Linked DNA regions of Mus musculus: region 1 is linked to region 2. The links are chromatin contacts, called in public Hi-C maps. All regions are on one chromosome and are shown on one strand. Each heading gives the region's core, a stretch centred on a gene start, on an enhancer-like site or on the middle of the called end of the contact. The rest is flanking DNA. Distances are from core to core; before and after follow the strand shown.

What was found. A called contact is a pair of places that touch in the nucleus more often than the background predicts.
Region 1: a Hi-C map of cerebral cortex shows a contact between it and region 2, with 2.2 times the contacts expected there. The contact joins the promoter of Tmem200a here to the enhancer-like site in region 2. A contact is called at or near these places in 1 of 39 promoter capture datasets (3T3-L1-derived adipocytes), 1 of 15 datasets of contacts at CTCF or cohesin (the NIH/3T3 cell line), 3 of 484 Hi-C or Micro-C datasets (Sertoli cells, cerebral cortex and forebrain) and 2 of 9 other capture datasets (adipose tissue and pancreatic islet).

The regions. Positions count from the first base shown.
Region 1 is chr10:26,074,953-26,081,422 of GRCm38.p6, forward strand. Tmem200a (transmembrane protein 200A) reads right to left here and starts at 4,011. Exons shown (of 3, transcript NM_001358814.1): 1 at 3,884-4,011; 2 at 3,186-3,367. Gm9767 (predicted gene 9767) reads left to right here and starts at 3,303. Exons shown (of 1, transcript NR_028030.2): 1 at 3,303-4,495.
Region 2 is chr10:26,033,103-26,039,541 of GRCm38.p6, forward strand. The region is part of intron 2 of Tmem200a (transmembrane protein 200A); the gene reads right to left. Among named protein-coding and RNA genes, the nearest start is that of Gm9767, 42 kb to the right of the region's middle. Within about 2 kb of position 2,084, at least 24 of the 459 cell types and tissues checked have an H3K27ac peak or open chromatin away from gene starts, as enhancers often do. A contact at or near this core is called in Sertoli cells and cerebral cortex, where this site is marked.

The DNA.
Region 1 (6,470 bases), core at 2,761-5,260, 44 kb after region 2:
TTCTTTGTAGCCATTTCCTTTTTTTTTTTTTTTTTTTTTTTTTTTTTAACAGGGCACTCAGAATTCTTAGAGAAGTCTTGTCAAGAACTCAGTGACATGCAACTTCCCACTCAGGAAAGGGAGGGGTGTTAAGTTGAAGAGGAAACAGGAGCAACCAGATTCAACCCAAAGGTCAGAATCCAAGCCATCTCAGAGGTTCTCAACTGCATAATTATATATTTGTCTTCCAGAATGCATAAAGTTTTTGCTAAAAAGTTCAATCCTCAGACATCAAGCTTCCTTCTCCTCCCCTCCCCTCCCCTCCCCTCTTCTCCCCTCCCCTCTACTTCCCTCCCCTCCCTTCCCCTCCCCCTCCTTTACTCAGGGGTTTCCAAGGCATGCTTAGCCTCTTTTCTATCTCCATCTGTGGTGCAGAGAGGCAATGGAGGACACTCTGCTAACATGTTTTGTAGCATCAGTCTGGCCTTCAGCACCTTTCCGCTCTAATTACCACTGGGGGTTGTTAGGAAAATCAATTGCTATTATTGGTGAAAACCCATGAAAAACTACCAAGCTCAGAGTGAAAGTTGCTATTTGTTATTTGATTTTACTGTCAAGTGGGATCACCTCGATGGACCACACGCCCCAGGCTAGATTGTTTTCCTTTCCCCACAGCAAGCAATCTTAAATCCTGCCTCCCTCCAGCCCTAACATGCCCAAGCTGAACTCGGCCCACATTCTGATCTTCGTTATCCTCAATTCCACCAGAACTCCTCACATAGCATTATGTCTTCAATCTAAAGTCATTCTGCAAATGAGAACATCAGGTACTAGAAAGGCTAACTGACTTTATTCAGGGCTACATAATCAGTAGCTAAGTCAAGATGACAACCTTCAAGCAGTGCCAGTTGGGATCTGCTGGCCTTGAGTCTGCACCTGTCTCCCGGTGTTCACCTCACATCGAAATCTGGTGTTTACCAGACTCTTCCTCACTAGCCTAGCTCCTGCTGGGTGTCCACTGTTGCAGAACATCTCAGTAAGTGTTCACCATTGTGTTCTGAGTGGTTGGGCACTCAGACACTAGCAGACAAAGCCCACCTTCAGTCCAGGGACAGGCACTTGATAAAACTACGAGTGTCATAGACCTGGAAAACTTAAAGAATTCTTCTCATCTCAGATTTGTTTATCTGCCCCTTACACAAGTTCTTTTTCTTAATAGTCTCTGCTTCATAACTACTGCCTGCACTGTCTACTATTTAGGGAGAGAAACACTTCATAAACTTTATTTTTAAACTGCCTCATCTTTTAAATCCTACATTCTGTTTCATAAACAAGGTAAGGACCATCACCTTCCTGTGAATACATTTTTAAATCCCATTTTCCTAAGAAATGTCAGGTGACATGTGCTTGTTCAGGTTCTTATTTCCACAGCAACACGTGAATTCCTTTATTTATTCTTTATGCCGTCTTGGTGAGAATAAGGTTAGCCAATCAGTTCAGATTTGCTGCTCCAGATGTCAGAAGTCGACTTTACATCCAAAAAGCCATTGTCAAAGTCTGGAAACTATAAAAGTCCAAATGTAGCAATCTAACTCTTGGCACATTCAAAAGCATCTCTAAAAATTGCACTATCTTAAAATGACAAGGACAACAACTGTTCTCACAGTGACGCTCCTGGGTGTCCAACTCTTTCTGATTCCAAGTGTCATATGGACATTTTGTTTTTACCTAGACAGGCCTAGGAAGCAACAGGTTAAGTCACTCTGTGCCAATCCCCTGGAATTATCATTCTGAGCCTTCCTACACAGCAGCTCTCTCCTTACTGAAGGCTTTCCCAGCCTAGATACAAAGATAATTATAGCCCTGGTTACAAATTATCTCATAATTATGAGGTATCTAGTGGAAATGTTAAAGAAAAGTTATTAACACCTTAGTAGATATTTTTTAAACTTCAAAATGCAGCATTAAATTGCATGAAGTATTAAGGGTCAGTTTCCACTTCTTGGAAGCACTGTTTTCCTTTTAGAAGTGCACGGGTTCCTCATTTCAGCTGTTTGAAAGGCACAAAACTACCAGCAGATGCTCCAGTGTGGGCAAACAGCAGCATGGAAATAAAGTGAGCCTTAAAAAGTTTTAAGATGCAGCCTACTTTTCAGTCAAAGTAAGATGCCGTGGTGCCAACAGTCAAGTAAGAAACCAAAGGTCATTTCATGTTTTCATCACGCAGCGAATGGCACACCGATAAAGGAAAGAGCATTAGCACCTCGGGTACCATCTATGCACAAAACGCTATGCAACTTCGTCTGACTTCAAGAAGGAAATAGTTCAATACAAATTGCATTTACCGATTCTTGAAATGGTATCTGCTGTCAACCACTGAAGGTCTTCAGAAAAAAAAAAAAAGACCAGGTAAGCCAGGGTTACTTAGTTTTGAAAAACACCAGACTGAAAAACACAGGGACTGAACCTTTAGCTCATTTATATCTGCATATAGTTAACAAATGGGGAATGATTCTAGTTACTTAACTATATCTACATATTTGTCTTTTCTTCTGACGTTATCGATGCCTAGGGTAAAAAATGAATTGTTTCGTGTACACACACACACACACACACACACACACACACACATTCCAAAATAACAAAAGCAGCAAACATAGAATGCCCAAGCCTTCATAATGCATAGTGTTGGCGTGAACACGCAATTATTGCAAAACAATTAGTGAAGCAAATCTTACGAGTCCTTTCTTAGGCAGTCTGTGGGGAGGAGAGTCGTGCTGAAGCCTATAGACAATTACCCCTCTTCGTTTTGCTTATGCAGGTAGGATCACACTGAAATACTGATCTAGGGAACCCTGTTCACACTTTTGTCTACCATAAATTAACGCCGTAGACCCTCACAAAGATTGCTGACTCTGGAACCTTAGACAAAGGAGGGTGTAGCTCCAAGACGCGAAGCCAGGCGCTCTCAGAAGCCGGCTGCTCACAGGCTGCCCCGCACCACCTCTCCTGTACTCTGGAGACCAAGAAGTCTGGAACTGATGGAGGACTTGGTTCATTCCCCCAAACTTTGGGAGTCATTGTTTCCCCTAACTCTGCGGGCTAAAGCGGAGGGGAGGAGAAGGGGTTTCAGAAACCCGGGGTACAGCTGCAGGGCTCGCCCACCCACCTCTGCACGCCCCGCAGCACCCTGGTGGTCCACTCACCTGTCCTGAGCGCCTGGTCTCGGGGCTCCGGTGGCCTCTCCGGGCTCTTCGCTCTCACAGCTGTCGCGACAGCGTGCGCCTCCGGGGACCAGCGAGGGAGGCGGCGGGGTCGGGGGCGTCAGGAGGAATCTGGGCAGCTGCGGGCAGCCACGGTCTCACTCCCCATCCCCGTGGGGCTCCGGCTGAGGACGCGGTGCGGTCACCAAAGGAAGATGAGTCAGGCCGGGGTGCGGGCGCCCTGACTCGCGCATCTGGGGGACGCGGCCGCCGCCATCGGACGAGCGCAGCCCCTATCCTTCTAGGGTACCGGTGACCGAGGCCAGGGCAAAAGATCGCAGCTAAGGCGTCTCCGCCGCCGCCAAGAAAGACAAAAGGAATGCGGGGCTCGAGGGAAAGTTTTGGGCTTGGTTCCTGATGAATTCTAGCCCCCGAAGCCGCCAAGAGGAGGATCGGGGGCGAGGGCGGGACGGGCTTCCCGGAGCGTCGCCAGCAGCCGGGGACCCAGACGGTGCTAATCGCACCGCCGCCCACGACCCGTGGGAACTCCGCCGGCCCAGTCGCCAAGCTGTGCAAGAGCTGCGTGCAGGACCCACCCTTCCCCCCGGACCCCAACCCAGCTACCCGGCGCCCTGGCTGCAAAGTTGTACTTCTAGCGCCGGGATGGCGCCCATACAAAACCCATTTGGGGAACAAAGTACCGCTTCCAGGCGATCTGCTTCATCTGAAGGCCAGCGGGCGGAAGCGGACACACCCACTCGCTTCTCATCACCGTCGGACGCGAGTTCCAGAACGGGAGATACCTGCCCCTCCTGTCTCAATAAGAACTGGGGATCCCCGGCGGACTCTGTATTTTCTGGAAGAAGGATCCATAGGCCCCTCGGTTCCACGCCCCTCGGATGCTTTCTTATCAGATGCAGCCTGGGAGGGTCGGGGTCCCCCTGGCGGCTGCACGAGTGCTGTGCTAACAAAGTCAGACCTGGACCCCCAAGAGATACTGCACTCCTAGCCCTCAGAGGGTTTAAGCTGCTGGGAAGTTAGTTCCAGTAGAGCAGACTGGTTGGGAAGGGTTCTGGGCATGGGGTTGTGAGGGGCAGGGGCTAATTGTATCCTAAGATGATGAGTCTGAGGCTAAGCTCCAGATATCAAATCCAATGAAGGCTTCAAGTTACCAAAAATTATCAGTGAGAAAAAAAAAAACATGTCCTGTCCATAGAATGAAATAATTGAAATAATAGTCACGTGCAATTCTGCAAGGGACCAAAGCGCCCACTCTGGCTGAAGATCAAGTCAGTAAATAAAGTTTCGTATTCAAATTACTGCGTTGGAGTGTGCAGTGTACAGCAACCGTAGCTGAGCTATGGTTTTGTAAATCCATGAGTTTCTTGGATTTTTTTTTTAACTCATAGGCAAGAGGCAAATATTCTGCTCTGGTGTGTATCTATTTCAATGTGTCAGCTACTGGATTCTGTGGGGAAAAAATCTAGACTCAAGAAAATAAGGCAACCCGTAGAGGCCAGACAGGTCATTAAGATGACACTGGCAATGGAGAAAGACTGTAAAAACGGGCAATAGTGGTTTTAAAAAAAAAATCTTGCTTCAGTATGGAGGTTAAATACTTTTTCTGAAATTTCAGGACCAAATGCTTAAAAAAAAAAAAAAAAGAAAAAAAGAAAGAAAGTAGATGGGATGGGGTAGGAGAAATGAGTCACCTTGTAAGCCATCTGTGGTTTTCTTTTCCTTCCACCTTCATGTGGCTAGTTCTCTTGGCCCAAAGCCATTTGATCAGTTCTCTGAGGTTTTCTAGCACATTTGTCAAGGAACCTTATTAATCGTGTGAGCCTAGTAAGGTTCTACTCGTTGTACAAGAATGCCCTGACTCTTCCTTTCTCCTCAAAGCTCCCAAGAGAACACACTTCCTAGCAAGCCTTCCTGACTTGTAAAGGGGTGGGTAATAGGTTCCTCCCATCCTGCTCTTTTAATGTAGCACAGTGTCTACAATGTACAGGGAAACATTTAAAATGGCAATCCAGACATCACAGGCATCACATGTCCAGGCAGTCTTCAAAGAGAGGCTGATGAGGAAAGACTTCGGGAAAAGATCTAGACTCATTCTTATCACCACTGATCACAATTACCAATCTGAACTTATATTCCAGTTATTCAGTCAAAGAAGAAGGAAGAAGGTGAACTAGATAACATCATCAACATATTTTATTTTTAAAATAATTACTACTAGTCAGAAAAATTCAGTAGTAAATAGCCTTGTAAATTGAGGGTTATCTGCCATTCTATAGTCTAAGCAACCTCCCAAGAAGATATTCATCAGTCCCCCTCTGGCTCTTAGTGTTCCAGGCAAGCTCAGGTAAATTATTTAATCTTTGCTAATGGCCAATATTTTCCATCTGGAAAGAGCCCAGTGAGCATATCATGTCAGTAATGGATTTTGGATTTAGTGGCTTTATATCCACTCTGGTGTAATGGATGGGAATCAACTATTCCCTATTTGGGGGGTAAAAGCTACCTGTGTTTTACACGTAATTATTTTTGAGTCTGCTGTTTTGAGATGTATACAGTTTCCATTAAAACAAGTCCATTCTAAATGTTACATGAGTACAGAATAAAGAGAAAGCACTGTTCTCTCTAATTGAAGCCTGAAGGACTTTTGAGTATAATTTCTCTTGTTTCTTAAGCAGAAAAAATACCTAACATTATTATAAGTTAAAATAATATATGAAATTCTTCTGGCTTGTTATATATTCAGTACATTCGATTGAGCACACACCCACTCACCAAACTTGCTTAATGCTATGGGAATAAAAGGAAAGAGAACTTTCCCTCTGATATAAAGAAGTAATGAGAAAATATTTCCATGAAGGTCAGCATTTCACCTAGTACAGTATAAATATACAAGCAAGGAATGCTGAGGGGCAAGGAATTTTAATGGATTAAGCAAAGATACTCTGGAATGAAAAAGTATGATACTTGGGATTTTACAATTAAAAATAACATGTATATTGTGAGCCTGTATGTGTACAGGTGTCCGTGGGAGTAGGACAAGGAGGCCAGGTTGCAGGAGCTAGAGTTACATGTAATTATAAGATGCCCAACGTGAGTACTAGAAACTGAACTTGAGTCTTCTGGGAAAGCACCAAGTGCTTTTAATCACTGATCAATCTCTCCAGTCCTTCAAGGTATTTTTAAGTAGATCAGATATAAGGCTATGAGGAAAAACTACTAGACAGTTTGGGTGAAATTAACCCGCTTTTGCCACAAACACAGACTGTA
Region 2 (6,439 bases), core at 834-3,333:
TGAACTTAGTTAGAATAAAAAAATAAGTATAGGATTTTTAAAGCTCTAGTAAAACATCAGCAAACAAAATATATTAATTGAGCCGAGCAGTGGTGGCACATGCCTTTAATCCCAGCACTTGGGAGGCAGACACAGGCAGATTTCTGAGTTCAAGGCCCACCTGGTCAACAGAGTGAGTTCCAGGACAGCCAGAGCTACACAGACAAAGCCTGTCTCAAAAAACCATATATAAATAGCTGCTATAATGGTTTTTGCAATTGTCTTATTTCTTGAATAATTACCAACTTTTCAGAAACTCCACTACCTGCAGGGTACAACTTAACTCATATTCACAAAAGTAGGAAGTACAAGTTTAATAAATGAAGAATCAGAAAGAAAACATTTAAGTTTTGGTTGTTACTTTTAAGCAAGGGAGAAAAAAAGAGAGAGAGAGAGAGAACCTTTCTTTAAGATTATTTCAATATCAAATGTCCTTTCTCATTATCTTCGTATTTGCTCCAGACAGAAAGGTGGAATTTTCAAGTGCCAAGCCTTAGCCATTAACGTCTTCCTGACAAGGTGGATGTCTGTTTCTGTCTTCTTTTGAACCACTGTCATGCCATGATTGTCTTAAGTCAAAACGCTACTGTCTCAGTGCTTCAAACTTCTATTAAATGTAATGTCTGCCTTTGATTAGATCAGGTTTCCATCTGCTGTTGTTACCTTCCTGGGTGCAATCAAGACAGGGAGATGGGCATAGCCTATTCTATCCTCTTCACCTCTGCAATCGAACCAGCCAACCAAAAGCAATTGCTATCAGTTGAAATTTCACTTTTTTTTTTTTACATTTTATTTATTTTTAGAAAAATCAAACACTTTCTAATAGCAGGCTTAATAAGAAGTTTTAAAAGGTTGCTTGACTACAGAAGGTTCTCAAGCAGGACATGGCATATTTTTAGTGCCTCTTACATTCAAATTGATTGTTTGCGTAATCTTTCTCTCTGAAGAAACCATAGTGAGATCTGCTCTTCCTGAGTTTGCCTTTGCAAATCTGCTATTAATGTTTCAGCCTGTATAATGGAACAGACTGTCCACGGCAGGCGATCAGAACCGCTTTTCCACAGCCTTCGAAATTACAGATTGATTTTGACATGCTTTAGCTGGCTGACATCTCCGTTAAGGGTTCTAACCACTCGGGAAAGGGGGCAGCTTCTCAAGTGACCCTTTTCTGGGCAGCGCAACCTAGGTGAGATAATTAGAACAAGTGCAACCAGCATAGCTGCATAGTTTATCTGTATTTCTTTTATTGTACATAAAAGAGTTTCTGCATTGTATATGCAGAAAGTCAATATATCATATATATCATATATATATCATACATAATATATACAAAATATATAATATGTATATGATATAGATCATACATATACCAAATATAAATGATATATATGATATATATGATGTGTAGCATATGTGTGTGTATAAACACACACATACACACACACACACACACACACACACACACTCAAGTATCTACTACTTCCAAAGTGTTTAGAGATATGAACCTTACACAAAATAGACCAAGATTCTGGCCTTGGCCTGCTCTGTGGCCTTGGGCAAATCATTTAATCATTTCTCCTAAATTCCCACAGCTGGGAAATTACAGTGCATCACATGAACTCTGAAAGTTTATCATCATAGCAGTTTAGGATGCTCTGAACCACTCCAGGGCCTTGAGACTTTTTTGTGAAAAGGCAGGTGCCGCCTAGGCACCATCCCCTCTTCTCCTCCTGTAGGAACCTCTATTCCTAACAGAGAGCTTCCAACATCTTGGACCTCTCAGAAGCCAATCTTCACGTCAGTGCTTTGCATGAGCCTTTGCACATCTTAACAAACACAAGCAGGCTGCCAAAAATGTAAATTAGCAAGGGTGCTATCAGCCAGGCAGGAAGACCAGAGGAGAATCCTTGGCCAGAAAATGTCCTCCCACATAGAGAAGAGCTGGTAATTGGAAGATAGAGGAGGAATCCCCCCACCTCCCAGAGCAGCCTGTGCGGAGGCGGGTGCCCCTGCCATTACCCAAGCCTCTGCCAGAGCAGAAGTGAAGAGGAGAAAGCTCCCTCATCCTTGATGTGTTGAGCATTTCCAGGGCTGCCTTCCAGTTCCCGGCAGGCAGGATCCCACTGGCAGAAGTTAGTTAGTGTTCCCTTCTGTGGGAGCGGAAGGGAATTTCAATATGACAGTTGTGAAACACCAGCTCACCAGCTCTGATCAGTCCTAGAGCAAAGTTCCTATGGTCTCCAGCTTTCAGTGTCAATGGCAGGATCTGGGTTGGGGCTTCTGAGAAATGAACACCCATCTTAAACCTTAATGGTGGTTAGGAGAACACAGATTCGAGTACAGTTAATTGAATCACTAATTATAGGTGGTGTTCTGCATGGCTGCTATTTTACACCAATAGCAAAGCAGTGTATAAACACTGGGAATTGAAAGCCACCTGTTATTCTAATCTAATGAAGATCTATGTGTAGTACTAGCCTGTCAGATTAAGACAGGGAGAAGAGTCCTCACTCAGAAGGCCAGGTGGGAGTCTCCTGGATAACTGGTGCATGTGGATGTTAGTGTGGCTTGAGATGTTGACTTGAGAGCCCAGGATGGCTTCCATATTTAGGGCAAAAGTGACCTTGACCTTCCACCTGCAGAGTGCTGGGATTACAAGTGTGTGGATGTTGCGGGTGGAGCACTGGGCTTCATACACGCTAGACAAGCATGCTAGGCAAGTCCTGACAACTGAGGGCATCCCAGGGTTATCAAGTATAATTTTAAAAAATAGACTCAGACATCTGGACAAAGTGAAATATATTCCCTGGACCAAACCCCACGTAACTCTTGGAAGAAGTTGTAATAAAAAATAAAAATAAATAAACAGATAAAATAAGTAAATAAACAAACAAACAAACAAACTAGGGTTTCAGCTAAAGATGGTCAAGTCATCTCAGTCCTTAAAAAAAAAAAAAAAAAAAAGCTGTAAACTGTTTCCCTGTTTTACATGACAATTCTGAAAAAGAACCCACCTGAGGGAAGAACTGTTGTTCTTTGAGACCGTTGTTCTAAGCAGCAGCCCTGTCTAAACACTGTTTGTATATAGAAAATGACAAAGCACAGCCTTCTGAGGCAACGTGATGGGAGGCAGTGCCGTCTGCTGCACGTAACCCCTGGGTCCTTCCACACAGGTGCAGTGGCACTGGAGGCCCACAGACTGGTATAAAACAACACCTGCTCAGCACACACTGCTTCTGTGCATAGCTGGTCACTTCTGACCTACAAACCATGGCATTCACTGTTGAAAAATTATTTAATCTCAATTCCACTGAGAATTCCACTAGGTATATACCTTTAAAAATAGCACTCCATCATTGGAATTGATTTTTCTCTCCTTTGGATATTGCTCTCAGAATTGTGTTTTTTTTTTTCCTGAAGGACAATAAACGAGAATAAGATGACGATGACTTACTATCCAATCTCCTTGGTGTTCCTTTCTCTATTACCTTGATTGCCCTTCAGTTCTTACTATATCTGATCTCACTGGATCTTAGCCACACACATCTAAATATGAATTTATGGATCCTCCGGTTCTCTCCAAGACAAATGTTTACAATGCCATTGCAAGGTGTACTTCTGCTGGCGAGGTACATCTGCTTGTTCTAACCTTTTGTGCCTACCTTTTGTCAGGTCATACAGCCTGGTTCTGTCCTGTTGAGTCCAAGCTTCATTCAACTGTTAGTTATGAAGCACCAGCTGTGGAAACCAAACTGAATGGGGTGTCTGTAACCCAGAGCTTAGTTTGACAAGCACAGTCAAGAAAGATGAGTTATGTCTGGTGTTAGAAAACACACTGTGTGGCATACGTCAGCATTGTGAGGGGTTTGACACACCCTGGAATGATGAGATTAGAGCAGCATGGGTAGGTGTTTCTTCTAGGATTAGGGGATGATGGAGCTCTGTCTCAAAGATAGGCAGATGTGAACCAGTATAGGAAAGAAGGATGAGTAAGAAGGGATGGGTGTTACAGAGAAGGAGACATAGCATGATGAGATTTAAGTTGCTAAGCACGCTGGGATATTAATTATGGTAAGACCAGAAGATAAGGAGGACACAGGTTAGGAAGTGACACTAGAAACCATTAAGAGATACTAACACAAAACAAACAAACAAACAAACAAACAAACAACAACAACAAAAAACCAAAACCTTCTAAACAACCAAGACAAAAGATAAGTGGAATGGGTACCGAGAGACAAAAGACAGGTTAATCAGCTACTGTGATAAGCTTGGCCATGGCATGGACAACGTGAAGACATGGCAGCTGAGATGAATAAAGGTTGGTCATTTTGTGTTAAAATCACAGATAGGGGTTCTTTATTTAAAAAAAGAGAGAGAGAGAAGGAAAATAGGGTATCTTATTAAAGCATGAGTTTAGATAATAATTGTGTCCACCACTTAAGATGCAGGCTGGACAGTCTTCTAAGTGAGTCACATACATTACCTCATATATGTAACGTGTTTTGCCTGATTTAATCTTCACAACAGCCCAGGCAGATCAGTATCCACTTGTCTGATAAGAAAAATGAAGCAAAGAGAGTGGCTGAGTTGTGGGGTTATCATGAGTGGCAAAGAACCATCCTGACACTAACATCCTACACCATCCCTAGGAAGAACGAATCCTGAAGAAGATGGTGAGTTCATTATGTACACTGAACTTAGGAAATTCTGAAGAGCTCTCTAACAGACTGGAAACATAATCCTGGCAGTTACAGGAGCATCCTAGTTGGAGATGTATATCAGAAGACTATGGTTCTAGGTGGCTGCTGCAGTCCCTGAGCAGAAAGTTGTTTAGGCTAATTATCTCAGCCTTGAAGACTTGAAGGTCTCAGGCATTCGGGCTCAGATTACCTTCCACTTTGAAAGAACAAGGGCATAACTGTTCAATCATGGGGCATGGGGAAGAGAGAATCTGATCCGAGAAGATGGTAGCATTCATGCCTTCAGGAAGAGAACACCTGAGCTTATGATTAATACCTGGCTCTGAAGAAAACAACAATGCATAGAATGGACTAATAAAATTTCCATAACCAATTTATTTCTGAAGTACTTCATTTTTTCCCTATCTCCATACGTGTGTGTGTGTGTGTGTGTGTGTGTGTGTGAGTGTGTGTGTGCCTGAGTGCATTTTTATGTGGGTAAGGATGCATGCATGGGTGTATACGTGTAGAAGCTGAAAGTCAACTTTGGGATTTTCTCCTCAGGAGCTGCTGATCTTGTTCTTGTGACATAGAGTCCCTTGTTGGCCTAGAGCTCCCTATTAAGCAAGGGTGGACAGCCTGGGAGCTCCAGGGATCTGTCTGTATCTTATTTACCAGCTCTTGGATTACGAGTGAACACCACCATGCCTGGCTCGCTCTTTCTTTCTTTCTTTCTTTCTTTCTTTCTTTCTTTCTTTCTTTCTTTCTTTCTTTCTTTCTTCCTTCCTTCCTTCCTTCCTTCCTTCCTTCCTTCTTTCCTTCTTTCCTTCCTTCCCTCCTTCCTTCCCCTCCCTTCCTTCCTTCCTTCCTTCCTTCCTTCCTTCCTTCCTTCCTTCCTTCCTTCCTTTCTTCGTCTTCCTCTTGTCCTCTTACTCCTTAAATCTGGGTTCTGAGAGTCAAACACAGGTCTTCTGCTTGCAGGGAAAGCACTTTAACAGCAGCACAATTACCTCCCTGGCCCAGCATGTTAGATTTTTGAGAGTCTCATTGAACTGGCTAGTTTTGTGTCAACTTGACACAGCTGGAGTTATCACAGAGAAAGAGTGAGGAAATGCTTCCATGGAATCCAACTGTAAGGCATTTTCTCAATTAGTGATCAAGGGGAAAAGGCCCCTTGTGGGTGGGACCATCTCTGGGCTGGTAGTCTTGGTTCTATAAGAGAGAGCAGGCTGAGCAACCAGGGGAAGCAAACCAGTAAAGAACATCCCTCCATGGCTCTGCATCAGCTCCTGCTCCCTGACCTGCTTGAGTTCCAGTCCCGACTTCTTTCAGTGATGAACAGCAGTATGGAAATGTAAGGTGAATAAACCCTTTCCTCCCCAATTTGCTTCTTGGTCATGATGTTTGTGCAGGAATAGAAACCCTGACTAAGACACTCATCATGTAGCCCCAACTGGCCTTGAACTCACAATAGTTATGACCCATTACACCTGGCTTTCTCTTTTCATATCCTTTGCTTTTGTACTATTCAGAAGCAGTGGCTGTGACTCCAGAAGATCCAATGCTACTCTGAAGGATGGCAGTTTGGTAGGAAGGGAACTAGGCAAATCCAGTTTTCCATCACAAAGCAGTGACTCCCTGCAGCATGCAGTGATCCTTAGCCTGGGAAATTTCACTCCCAGAGGCCACTTCTGTTATCTAGGAGGCAAAGCTCAGAA